Regions from separate parts of the Anser cygnoides genome. Here region 1 is linked to region 2. The links are chromatin contacts, called in public Hi-C maps. All regions are on one chromosome and are shown on one strand. Each heading gives the region's core, a stretch centred on a gene start, on an enhancer-like site or on the middle of the called end of the contact. The rest is flanking DNA. Distances are from core to core; before and after follow the strand shown. Region 1 holds the start of ACSS1 (acyl-CoA synthetase short chain family member 1). Region 2 holds the start of TTL (tubulin tyrosine ligase).

What was found. A called contact is a pair of places that touch in the nucleus more often than the background predicts.
Region 1: a contact with region 2 is called in a Hi-C map of liver, with 1.8 times the contacts expected there. The contact joins the promoter of ACSS1 here to the promoter of TTL in region 2. A contact is called at or near these places in 2 of 7 Hi-C or Micro-C datasets (granulosa cells and liver).

Annotation. Positions count from the first base shown.
Region 1 is chr3:14,626,197-14,632,579 of Taihu_goose_T2T_genome, forward strand. It overlaps ACSS1 (acyl-CoA synthetase short chain family member 1), which reads left to right and starts at 1,766. Exons shown (of 14, transcript XM_048079023.2): 1 at 1,766-2,083; 2 at 5,283-5,379. The coding sequence starts at 1,813.
Region 2 is chr3:14,479,263-14,485,736 of Taihu_goose_T2T_genome, forward strand. TTL (tubulin tyrosine ligase) reads right to left here and starts at 1,705. Exons shown (of 7, transcript XM_048079025.2): 1 at 1,260-1,705. The coding sequence starts at 1,416. It overlaps SLC22A7 (solute carrier family 22 member 7), which reads right to left. Exons shown (of 10, transcript XM_013194917.3): 8 at 6,301-6,409; 9 at 5,302-5,508; 10 at 4,595-5,114. The coding sequence ends at 5,051.

The sequences.
Region 1 (6,383 bases), core at 516-3,015, 150 kb after region 2:
TTCTTTGAGGAAAAAGACAGCCAAAACCCGAGGATGGAGAGTTGCCTGGTGATGTAAAGAAAAAAAAAAAAAAAAAAGAAATTTCATGTTGGAAAAGGAAAATCAGTCTTATATGAAAGAAAATCAGAGAATGGCAGCATTCCCAGAAGATTTCAAGGTCTGCAGCAGCCTAGGCAAAATAAACAGCTAGGTTTTCAGGCCAAAGAATTTAATTTCATGCTCTGTTTTTTTGGACAACACTTCCCTCCACTTCTATCTGCTATTTGTGTGTGTGTGTGTGTGTGTGTGTGTGTGAAAAGCTTTCATCTGAAATACTGATTTATTTATTTATTGCCGCTAAGTAATTTTGATGTAAAACTTCTGAGCTATCCTTAAGCAAACCAACCGAAAGCGGAACAACTCCCCATACTCCCATCTGGCACAAGGTGGCACACACGCTATTGGTTATAACTTAGCGCTTATCCAAAAAGAAATATTGGCATTCAGAAGACAAGGAAGGAATATGTAATTGTATTAGCAGTGTGACGATGCCAACTTTACAAGGAAGTTAAGGGGATATTTAATCTTATATGTTACCTATAAAACACAGATGGAAATGTCAGAAGTGCCAGAAATCCGAGTCCTGATAAGGTCTATACCATTTACCTAGATAAAATGTCTGGTGATATTCCTAGGAAATCTAGAGAAAACACTACCTTGTCGCTACCACTGCCAGAACAAGCTTGAGCTTAGCACAAAGAATAGGTTAAAGCCACTATTCTTGAATATGAAATGTGCTTTGTCTGCCCAAATTCTGGGAATTCACTGAGGTGGCACTTAGGAAATACTCGATAGTTTGGCACTTCTTAAGGAATCCCAGACCTTGCTGTGATCTTTGCAACTATGTGCTGGGAGGCAGGACCAGACTGCCTAAAAGAATTACTGCACAGCAAAGAGGGCAGTGTTATGCACGAAGAAGAAGGTCAGTGTTATCTGCTGTAAAATCTCAGTGCTCGTTTTTCGCGGGTCAGGGTTGGATCATGTCTCTCAGCCACCCTGGTGTTGCGACTAAGGGGAAGTGGAGAAGCACTGTGATACCAAAGCTGGGAGCTCCACGTTGTGGTAATAACGATGCTCGCAGGGCTGCCAAGAAAAAGGGGATGTGCACCCTCTTGGAGACCTACCCCACTTCAAGCTGCGAAAGCAATGAGGGGGCAGTAGTAAGACACACTTCTGCGTGCGTGTCTGTGCAGAGGGTTCCCAGGGCTGTGTGGACACAGGGTCACATTGGGGTGGGCATCTCTCAGGGTGTTTTCCCAGGGCTGTGTGGGTGGTGGGGTGTACTTGTGTGAGTGCAATGTGTGTTCCCGAGGCTGTGAGGCTGCCGGGGTGTCTGTCTGGCTTCAGGAGGGTTCCTAGGGCAAGGCCCTGCACCTGGGGAGGAACAGGCCCATGCACCATGGGGACTGACTGACTGGAAAACAGCGGGCAGAGAAGACACTGTGTGTTGTGGTTGCCACCAAGCTGACCATGAGCTAGCGGCGTGCCCTTGTGACAAAGGAGGCTAAGGATACCCAGCGCTGCCTCACGAGGAGCTGATCCTCCCCCCGTGCTCAGCACTAGCGAGGCCACACCTGGAGCACCGGGCTGCCCCCCTCAGCCACCCCATGGTCCCGGCGGGTGCAGGGGCTCCCCCGGGTGCGGGCCGCTCCCGGTTCCCGTCCCTCCCCGTGCGGGCGGTGTCTCCCGAAGCCAGGGGGGTGTTCCCGGGGCCGGGGGCGGTGCCGGGTCCGGCAGCCGCGGGGCCCCGACGGCGGAGCAGGGCCGTGCCCCATGGCGCTGGCGCGGGTGCTGCGCTCCCTCAGCCGCCCGCTGCCCGGGGGCCGGCTCCCTGCCTACCGCCGCTGCGGAGGCGGCCCCGCTCAGCTCCCCCCCGGCGGCTACGGGGCATGGCAGGAGCGGGCCGCCCGCGACCCCGGCGCTTTTTGGGCCGAGGCGGCTCGGGGCTCGCTGCGCTGGGACAGCCCCTTCCACACCGCCTGCGAGGCCGGCCCGGACGGAGCCGGCGCCCGCTGGTTCCTCGGCGGCCGCCTCAACGTCTCCGGTAAGGCTGCCCCTGCCCCGGGGCCGCGGGGGCCGCCCTGGCGGCGGTGGTGGTGGTGGTGCCGGGCTGCCCTGCTCGCCTTCCTCCCCGGCAGCCTCGCCGAGAGCGCGGCCGGGGGCTCCTCGGTCACAGCCGCAGCCCCGCGGTGGAGCGGGACCCGCTCGTGTGGTGATGCTGCGCCCGCAGCTGCTCGGGGGCAGGGTGCTGGGTGCGGTGCCGGTGGGCAGGGCGGTGCGGCACGAGGAGCTGCAGCCGTTCAGCAGAAGCAGTTGAACTTCGGCAAGACCTGTTGCTTTTCGGCAGTTTCAGCTGGAGGCTGAACGTGAAGGGAACCGGAACCCGGTCCCTGTTCCTTGCTGTAGCTGTCCAAACTACCACTTTAGTTTATTTCGGGCCGTATCAGCCTTGTAGTCTCTTCGGTGCTGTGGGACGGCTTCGTCCAGTGAGACAAGCCCCAGCCCTACCTAGGGTATAACTCGGTGGCGAGGTCTTTTAATAGGGATGTATATTTCTGTATAAAGCCGCCTTGCTTTAGCCCAAAGGAGCAAACCCTCCTCAGATCTTCTAAAGAACACAGCCCTCCCCATGGGAGGATTCCCAGCTGGGTGATTCCCAAGGGAACAGAGCTGTTTGTGCAGCCCTGCTTCCAGCAAACAGCAGTCGGTCAGAAGGGAGATTTTAGCCAGACTTGTGTTTTCAGCCTTTCCCGTTGAAAGGAAGATCCTGGCTGAGCACAGAGGTTGTTTGGGATCCCTTATTTCATCTGTAGGGTGGAACCAGCACCTTCTTAATCCCATGTGGGTCAGATAAAATCCAGGTGTTTCTGGGTCCGATTTTAGATCGTGTCTTGCATCTGGTTCTTCTGCAGGCACTGAATGCCACTTATGTTTTCTCTGCATAGCTTGAAAAAAAAACAAGTCACAGACCACTGAAACACAGCTGCACAGAATTAAATGGTTTTGCTGTGGCTGTTTTTCTTCTTTTAAAGCACAATGGAGATGAATAGCATGGTACTCAGCCACTGAGCGGCTGGTTTTCTGCTAAGAGGCTCTAGTTTTGTCCCTTGATCTCTTGATTGGAACAGCGGATAAGAAAACACACAACAGCTCGGGTCCCTGATTCAGAACATCCTGTGTTCCCGTCTCCAAACGCAGCCGGGCTGCAGGCGCCTGTGTGACCTGCTGCTTTTTGCCCGGGGGAGACCTCGCGGTCGGACCTGCAGAGGCGTGAGATTCAGCACTTGGGGGTTTATCGCATTGTAACTCCTTTCCAGGAAAAGACCCCAACAAGCTACTGTACCTGCAAGGCACCGCGTTCTCAGGAGCGTGTCGTATTGAATTGTTTCTGTGTGCTTTTCCAAGCGGTGTCGAGGAGGCAAGAAAACATACGGAGAAGCCATTAGGGTGTAGCGGTAGGGGGCAGGTCACTAAGTTCTATTTTGCAAAATGAGTGAAAGGCACTTGTAATGTCAGGAAGGAAATAATCGCGTTTGGCCCCGATTCATCGGCCAGCTCTTACCGAGCAAAGAGCAGAAACTCTCACTGGGCTCACTTGAGGCTCGCTGTAACAGAAATACCCGCTGAAAGACAGCAGTGCTGGTCATAAGTATGAAATGCTGCTTGGGAAATGAATTTCTGTGAATGTGTTTTACCGTAATGTGGCGCAATACGGGTAATAAGGGTATTGCTGCAATGAGCACGGAGGTAGGAGTTGGTAAGGGTCCCAGAACAAACCACAGCAGATCTGATTACGTATGGATGGACGACAGAGGAAACCAGTGTATAACTCCTTAAAGCATTCCTCCTCAGAGCTTTTGTCCTCCCGTATTGTATTAAGAAATGAAGAAATTTTATCTTTTTTTTTTTTTTCAGTATTACAAAAAACAAGTGAAGGGTTTTTTTTCATATTTTTGAGATAGAGAGTTGTTCTTGTAGTGAAACATGCTGAATTCTGAGGTTATTTTATCTTCTGCTCATCTTCAGAGGCTCATTTCCACCTTATTTGTAGTGCTGTAAATCAGCTTTGATCGTAGAACAGCAGAAGCAGGCTCCAGGGCTGCAGTTCACTTAACCTTCACAAGTTTTGACAGAACAATAGGCAGCTTTCATTGCACCTAATTTATCTGGAAAAATAAAATCCTTCCTCACCAGTATTAATATCTTTAGGAAATATGATCTGAAACTCAGCATTTTTTTTTTCAGGGTTATCTCTGAGTTATACGGCAGTGTGCCTGACTGGTTTTTAATAATCATCTATTGAAATATCATAACTGCCTTTACAAGCGTATAATGAAGTACGTAATTGTAGTTTAGGCTTGAATTAAAATTTTACGAGGCTAATCTTTAATCATCAGACAAGTAGCTGCCGAACGTGCGGGCAGGTTTCTTGAGTGGATTCTTTAGAAGTTTTTTAAGGTGGGTACTCTCTGACCCTTCACTCAAACTTCACCTCACATAGTTGTTCGGGTCCGTTTTACCCCTGGTTGTTACATGGGGAGATGCACCATCAGAAGCTGTTTGCCCTTTGTATTTTAGGAGTTGTAGCACACAGCTTGAGACGTGTTCATCTTTCCCAGCTGTCTAGTAATGTATAGCTGTCTGTACTCTGTGTGTTTACACTAGATCCTAAAGTTTTAGATTATTTTCAGTTAGTGGAGATTCAGCCCTTCCAATTATACCTTGGAATAAAAATGCTTTGCGTGAGCTGTAATTAGAAAATCCAAATGATGCAGTGCTAAAAATGCAAGCTGGGGAAGACAAGTCTGTCAGATTTATGTGGTAAAATGCTGCTCTGGTGAGGAAAAGCATCAGAAGAGTGTCCTTCTTGTCTTTGCGCTGGCAGGAGCAGGGGAGAGATTTTTGGCTGGCTTAAGCACAGCTCCTCTGAGTGCCAGTGGAACTAAGCTGAACTGAATCAGGCAAGGCCTCTTGTGGAGATGTCATCTCTAAGGCAGCTGTACCAATTAAGTATGGTATTTGTTTTATTTGTACACGACAAATATGGCAAAGACAACTTTACTATTACTACAAATGCTGTCAGTGTAAAGGACAACTTCCCGATGTTTGAAATGAGTGGGTGGCTAGCTAGGTGGCTGATGAAGTTTCATCTTATGTTTACCTACTGTTATGCTTGACCGAGCTAAGTTTACAGTCCTCTTTGTGTGTTATTAGGCTTTGATTAAACTTCTGTTTTCTTACAGTAAATTGCTTGGATCAACATGTCGAAAAGTCTCCGGACAGAGTGGCTTTGATTTGGGAGAGAGACGAGCCTGGAACTGCAGTGCATGTCACGTACAGGTATGGCACCTTCTCTTCTTACAATGCCTGGTGGTGTGGTGGGACTAGGAGAAGAGTTGCTTCTCTGCACTCAGACCTTTGTGAAACTCTCCATTCTTCCAAGGTACTCCAGCACACGGGATATGCAGCCACAGCTTTTGGCATCGTGATGAGGTAGCTTCTGAAAAACGGAGTCTTGTTCCAACATAGACATGATATTCTTCCCTTGTCTTCTTCATGAGGGCTTCCTGATCTTATAAGTCTATAAAATAAACATTCTACACAGTCAGAAGCACAGTGGATGCAAATTAGTGGTAGTTACTGAGAATTTCAAATTCAGATCTGCCATCATCTGGTTTTGGTGTTAATCAGGCTTGCTTGTGGTTTCCCTGTCTCTAAGTGGGAGGTTTTAGAACAGAAAGACTTTTTTTTTCCTCCCTGGCTTATGTCTCAGCTGCCAGTTTTCTTTCTGAAGTGTCTGTGGCAAAAGTTCGGTGAGCAGCTTTCAGTTTCAGAACAGCAGCAAGTGTATTGGTGCAAACAACATCCTGTGTTGTTGGTTAATAGCATGATACTGAGTCTTTGCTAGAGGGGATTACAAGTTCCCTGTATTCTTCTTCCCCATCCCCAGTGCAGTTTAGAGCAACCTTGAGGCTGCTCGGAGAGATACCAACTTGTAATTGCTGCTATAGATAGTAGGGTTTGCTAGAATATGGCAGACTTCAGACATGTTTCTCTTCTCCTTGCTATGTGCCCTCACTTAGGAGACAGGACTGCCTGCAAAAATGCGTTTTACCTCATGTCTCCCTAGTAAGAATTAAAGGTTTCCCAGACCTGTATGTTCCTCAGTGGCTGTTTCAGGGAGCTAGAAGTTTGATATGCTGAACAAGAAAGCAGAGGAGATACAGGAAGTCCTGGCATCTGACTCTTTTACAAGATGTTTTCTGCAGTATGTTGATAGTTGGGATTTGTGTAACTTTTTGCCTATAAATAGCTTCCAGTAGTCTTGTCTTGTTCACCTTTGG
Region 2 (6,474 bases), core at 455-2,954:
ACACCCACCAGCCTCGCAGCTCGCCACCAGCCACAGGCAATGACGGTGCATCTCTGCTCCCCGCCGCACCCCACAACGCTGCCAGCGCCTGGCGTGGCTCTCCCTGCTCGTGGGCAGCCTCTCCTTCCCTGCTGCTGGGCTCTTCCCTGTCTGGTAGGGCCGGGGACAGGCAGCAGGGCTGGCAGGGGACAAACCCGCGTAGGGAAGCTCCCAGAGCTTGCTCACCCACGGCCATGCATGCTGGCAGAAGGGGACAAGCAGCAGTGGAGAAGAAGAGGGGGTGCCCTGGCCTTACATGCACACGGCCTCCACAATAACTCTCCCCCTGCCCCAAGCAGGGACCAGTCGTGCTGTCACCCTCGCCAAGACCCTGCAGAGGCACATCCTCGGATGATGGTTTCAGTGCACCTGGCTGTGACACGTTTCCGCAGGAGCTCAAACCCCAGAAACACTCCCCTAACGCGTGAGCTCAGCGCTGCAACCTCCCTGCCCTGTGCTAGGCACAGGGATGTCACTGGCACCGCTGTGTCCCCCATGATCCTGCACCAAGAGACAGAACCCCCAAGGAACAGCAAAAAAAAAAAAGCCTCAAGTGTTTTTTCTGCACGCAGGCTCAGAAGTAGGGGTGACGTGACCCCCCCAGACAGCCCTGGGGATGGCAGGGACCCTGAGACCACTGTCCTCTACAGGCGGGGAGCCAAACAAAGGGAGTGTCCCACTGCGGGGTGCGAGTCCCGGCTGCCAGCATCCCACTCCTCCGCCCCGCAGCCCCCAGGCTGGGCTGGGTATTTTGGGGGGCATCGCAGACGCTGTCCTCCAGGAGTTTGGGGAGGGCGATCCTTCGAGGCCTGGCGAGGGGCAGCAGCCCCCAGCAGGGACTGCCTGTTTTCAGGTTTTGGGACAGAGCCCGTTCCAGGGATGGAAGCGGCCGCAGGGAGACCCCCGGTGCTGCCCCTTTGTTCTTGGCGATGCGGGCTGGGGCGGCCACGGGGTCCCTGCGGCAAGGAGCCCGGCGGCAGACAGACGGCTGGGGGCCAGCTCTCACCGAGGGGCTGCTGCCACTGCCAAGGGGGCCAGGAGACACCAGGGGACAGCCGGGCGATGCCTCCCAGGCTATGGGGGACCCTATGGGGCACACCCTGCCCGCAGAGGTGCCAGGGGGCTGCCGAACCCCGGTGGCCGCACCCTGCCGGGGGGGGGGGGACACCCCGACAGCACCGCGCCCTGCTCATGCACGGCGGCGCCGAGCCAGCCCTTACCCAGCCTGCCGAAGGGGAGCCGGTTCCTCTCGCCCAGCATCAGGTTGAAGCGGGGGTTGTCCTTCCTGAGCCGCCTCCACTGCCCGCTGGCCAAGAGGAGCCGGGAGACCTCGGCGTAGACGCTGCTGTTCTCGTCCCGCACCACGAAGGTGTACATGGCGGCGGGGCGGGGAGCACCCCCGGACCCTTACCCTACCCTACCCCGGGGGCCCGCCGGCCTCCCCAGGCCCATGGGGCCCCGCCGCAGCCTAGGCAGGGCCCTGCTCGGCCACCGGCACCGGCACCGCCGCCTCCTCCCGTCCTGGCTCCGCATGGCCGGGGCCGCCCGCCCCTGCGCGCCGCCGGGCTGAGCTCATCGCGGGGAGGGACCGCGCCGGGCCCCGCGGCTGCGGGGCGGGGAGGCCCCGGCTCGGGTCTACCCCCGGCTCGGGGGGGGGACAGGGAGGGACAGGGGGGCACACGGGGGGGGTGCTGGCCCTGCCCCTGCACCGCCTTCCCCACGGCGACCCGGAAGCAGAGCGGGTTTTCCCGATTGTAGAAGATGGCGCCGTGGGGGGTGGTGGTGAGCCCCGGCCCTGTGTGCCAGCAGGGGGTGGGAGAAGGGGATGGGAGAAGGATGGGGGGATCGTAAAGGTCTGCCCGTGTGGCTCTGCCCTGAGCCCCGACGTTGCAAGGGCCCCTGTGGGGTACAGCTATGGGGGAGAGGGAAGGGGTCGTCCCCTCTGCTCAGCGCTCCTTGGCCCGCATCGGGATGCTGCGGGTAGTTCGAGGATGGTCTTGGTGAAATGGAGTGAAAAACAGATGGCAGATGAGGGTGGCAGGCGAGGAAAGGGCCAGGCTGCCCCTGGGGGTGATGCTGGCCCCAAGCTGAGAGACAGCGAGGCCTGGGAGCTGGTACACCGACACTTGTCCTTGGTCCACCACACTCATCAAATCCTGTTTTTCTTCTTGACATCTTTCGGTTTTCCTGTGCTTATCTTCTCAAGCATTGTTACCGAGTTAGGTTTTTCTGTTCATTGAAAATGCCTTTTTCCTTGTAACCATTGCTCCTGTCTTCCTCTTAAACGAGGCTGCAGCCAACCGCACCCATCTCGTTTCACAAATTCACAACCTGGAGAGTTTAGATCTCTTAACAAACCTGTCAGTAATGGCAACAGAGTTCTTGATTTGGTTAATGCCCTGGTTTCCTTGCAGACCCTGTATGAGAAATGCCGTCAGCACTGCATGCTTGTGTTGGTTGCTATAAAACACGACGCATTTCCAACAAATCAAGAGCATTTTCCTGAAGAGAACTGAAATGTGTGGTAGATTGGTGATGACCAGCATGCTTTTTCTTTTTTTGACAACATGAGATGATACGTGGCTCAAGGACAGGGAAATCTCATTTTAAAAATGGCTCCTTACCTACCTCATTTTCTTCTGCTAAATTGATCAAAAAATTCTTAATGAAATGTTTTCCACCTTATGGACGGTGACAACAATTAGTGTTTCCAAGTTGTTATGGTAAAAGACCAATTTTATTAATAATCTAAGGAAAATAGAAAACACCCAAATGTAGGCCAAATGGATGATAACAAGATTCGAATGAAGAAGAACTGTCCGATTATTTTTTATCATCTTTGACTGGATGCTGACGTGCAGGTTGTTTAAATGTGATGCTAATTGTTACTGACATGAATCTTGGGATACTGAATCTAGTCTTTTTGAAGCTAAAAGGTTTTTCCTGAATATAAAATGGGATCAGAACTTAATTTACCTCCCCTCCCCCCCCAAGAAAAAATAAAAGGGTTTTAAAGCAATATTATCTCAGCTGTGCCATTTAGAAGTAAACATTTTAATTTTGTGTGTGTGTGTGTGTATGTACACCTCTTGTATGTGAGGAATGGCCTGTGGGTATGCTCCTGCATGGGCAGAGTGAGAATGGGAACCATCAACCCCAGTCATTTGGGACCCCACTTGTCTTCCTTTTGACAAGGCTGTAGAGGTGGGGAATACATCAGGACGTTAAATCCCATCCTTCTCCCACTCTGGAGAAAAAATTAACCTTCTTTATTGAAAGTTTTTCTGAACTGACACTTTCCAGGTTGTGATAAAGTGAGTTTTGCAGCTTTTCTTTTCACGTGGTCCTGGATGGCTCAGAAGAAAGTGCTGCAACATTATTTTGCTAACGCTGATCTGGTAACACAGGAGAAACTTCCTTTCCAGCTTCGATGGCAGCTACCAGGATGGATAAAATGCATGATGGATATATGCAGTTCCAAAACTGATGACAGCACTACAGATATAACTTACTATACTCACAGGTATATAGAAAAGATATGAAAACCTACAACTGCAAAATGTGACCTAGTGAGAGATGTCAAGCTTGTCCAAAATAATAAATTACCACTAATAAACACATTCTTTTATCAAAGGTTGCATGCTCCTTCATTGCAAAAGCACCCTGGGGTGTCTCCTTCAGGTATTTGCTGTAGCTAGGGCAATACTCTGAAAAGGATCCCAAACAAGTGTTCTGCATAGGGCGCTTCTGAAATAATACTATGGTCTGTTATTAATCTCAGCGTGTTGCAACTTGCTGATATAAGAGCGATGATCTGCCTCCAGTGAACACAAGGTAGCACACAGGGAATTGGTCTTTTTTTTTTTTTTTCAGGGATTTTGAATGGCTATTTGACCCAATCTTTGAGACAGAAATAATACACAAAATTATATGTCTCAGTCTCAGGATGAGGAATCTGCTTTCCTTTTGTTTGCTTAAAGCAAAAATGCGGGCAAAATTTCGCCATGCAGCTCATTTCTACTAGGAGGCGCTCTTCGACCTAGAATTTGATGGGGCTCCTCATCTGTTTTCGGATGCGTTGTTGGTTTGTGTTATCCTAATAGACCTGTGCATGGTTTAGCTTAAAATTCATCAAAGCCCCGGGAATCATGGTGTGTCTGGGACTCAGATGCTGAGGTCATTCTCTCTTCCCAATTTAGAAAGCTGCTCTTTGTCAGGGTTCCAGATTTATAGTTGGTGCCTTGTCTCCGTTATTTGCAGAAGTAAGTACAAGATGCAAAGGCATTTCCTAAACTTAAGATCAATGTGTTAGATCAATAAGCAGAATGAAATCCATTACTGAATTACTCAATATTACATTCAAAAGTTCCTGTAATGATTTTTTTTTTCTTAAAGGATATCACATATAAACTAGATTTAAATAATCTGAAAAAAAAAATACATCTTCTTTGTGTATTTGGGACAAATGCTTGGAGATATCCCATTCTCAGTGGAATTACTGCATGTACTTTTTCCTAGCTTTGACCCTCAGTGTGGAAAATCTCCAGACCACTTCCGAATTCAAGAAATATTTGTAGCTACAGTTTATGGTTTATCCACCATCCAGTTAGATTTATTTCAGACGTTTTTTTGTACAATTCACACTCTGTTTTTTATTGCTGTTTTTTTTTTTGTGGTTTGTAAACCAATGGACTGTAGTTTCTGGAAGGCTGTGCAGTAATCTGAAAGGTGCTGCTAGTCCATCAAGGCCAAAGACTGGAAGAGCTAAGCACAGGGTCCTTGCATTTCCAGACCCTATTAGACCTGAGTGTTCTTGCTCCTGGCCACACTACAGAGAGGGGTTAGCTCCCTCCAGCTGGTTTCATGATCCACATCCTTCCTTATATGCCCTCAGCCCCACTTTCCTGCAGCGAGAGACGAGGAGGATAGTAAAGGCTCTTTTGTTGGCAGGTCAGAGGGTGGCTCAGTTTTGCAGTCCTACACAGTGTCTGTGCCTGTCCCACGGAGTCGCTCACTTCAGAAGAGACTGTAACGGCATGCCCTCAGGACCGCCGGTTTGTAATGGCTCTTTCACCCTGGAAGAAAAGAAGGCATATTTAGGCTGATGGACAGAAGACCAAGAAATCTGACAGTCCTGATCCCTACCGGGCTGTCCCTTGATCTGCTGCCGCCCATGGATGGGGAATTACAGGCAGCAGAGTGGGACGTCTCTGTGCCCTTCTCATCAGACTCCACGTGCAGGGCAGGATGGAGCTGACTCACTGTGTCTTCTCGATGTCCTCGATGCCTTCAGGCAGGCGCACGTTGAGTGTCTCCGGGAGCAAGAAGGCCACCGAGCCGCAGCACACTGCCACACCACAGTACGTCACCTCGGGCAGAGACCTCCACACGTCATCCAGCAGGAAGACGAGTGGAGCCAAAGCCCCACCAATCCGTGCCGTGAAGGAGGTGTATCCCATCCCATTCTGCCTGGAAAGGTAGGGGACCATGGTGGAGTAGACCACAAGAAAGATATGGGTACTTCTTTCATACCAGACCTTGCAAACTCTGGTTTAAGTATGCACCATTCCCACATAAAACAGACCGGTGAAAGATAGAGGACTGTAGGTACTCTGGGTAGGGAGAAACAGAGGTGAAGTAAACCATGATCCATGCAGTAATCCATGAGTTGATTTTTTTGTTTGTTTTCCTCCAGATTTTCACAAAACAAACAAAAAACTCCACAAGAAACAGATTTCCTCCACCAGTCTTTGCTATAGCCCAAACCATGCTGGTACTGCACCTAATTTTATGTTTCCAGTACCTGGATATTTCATATAAACTGGCTTTTTCCTCCTGAAAGGCTAGTTAATCCCTGCTTTAGTATCATCTGATGTCCAGAAGGCTGTCAAACTCATGTGGTAATATGCGTCCCTTATAAAAATTGATATTTCGAATGATTATTTCCTGGGTCTTTTAGCAGTTACTAACAGATTATCGCAGGGTACTAAGACTTTATTGAGCACAGATCCCTTGAGTTCAAAAATGTGCCCATACAGAATAGTCCTCACCTTTCAATAGATTTCCCTATCCACATAGCCCACCCGCACTGCCCCTTTCTCATGAGTACGATATATAATCCCTAGAACCTGCTGCTTCTAGAGGCAAGGGACCAGTCCTGCAGTCTAGCCAACAGCATCTTTTGCTGTGTTGATGCCAAAGACCAGGGGGTGACATCCCACTGAGGGTCTGGTTGTGCACTCAGGCGGTGGCATCTCTTACCTCAGTACGGTGGGGTAGAGCTCAGAGGTGTACAAGAAGACAGTGGTGAATGCAGCTTCTGAGAGACCTTTGCCCGTAATGGCTACTACAGAGCGTAAGGAAGTGAAGGCTGGGAGGAAAGAAAAGACATTTATGACAATGGTCGAAGAGCAACAGCTAGGAAAAGGCTTCTTG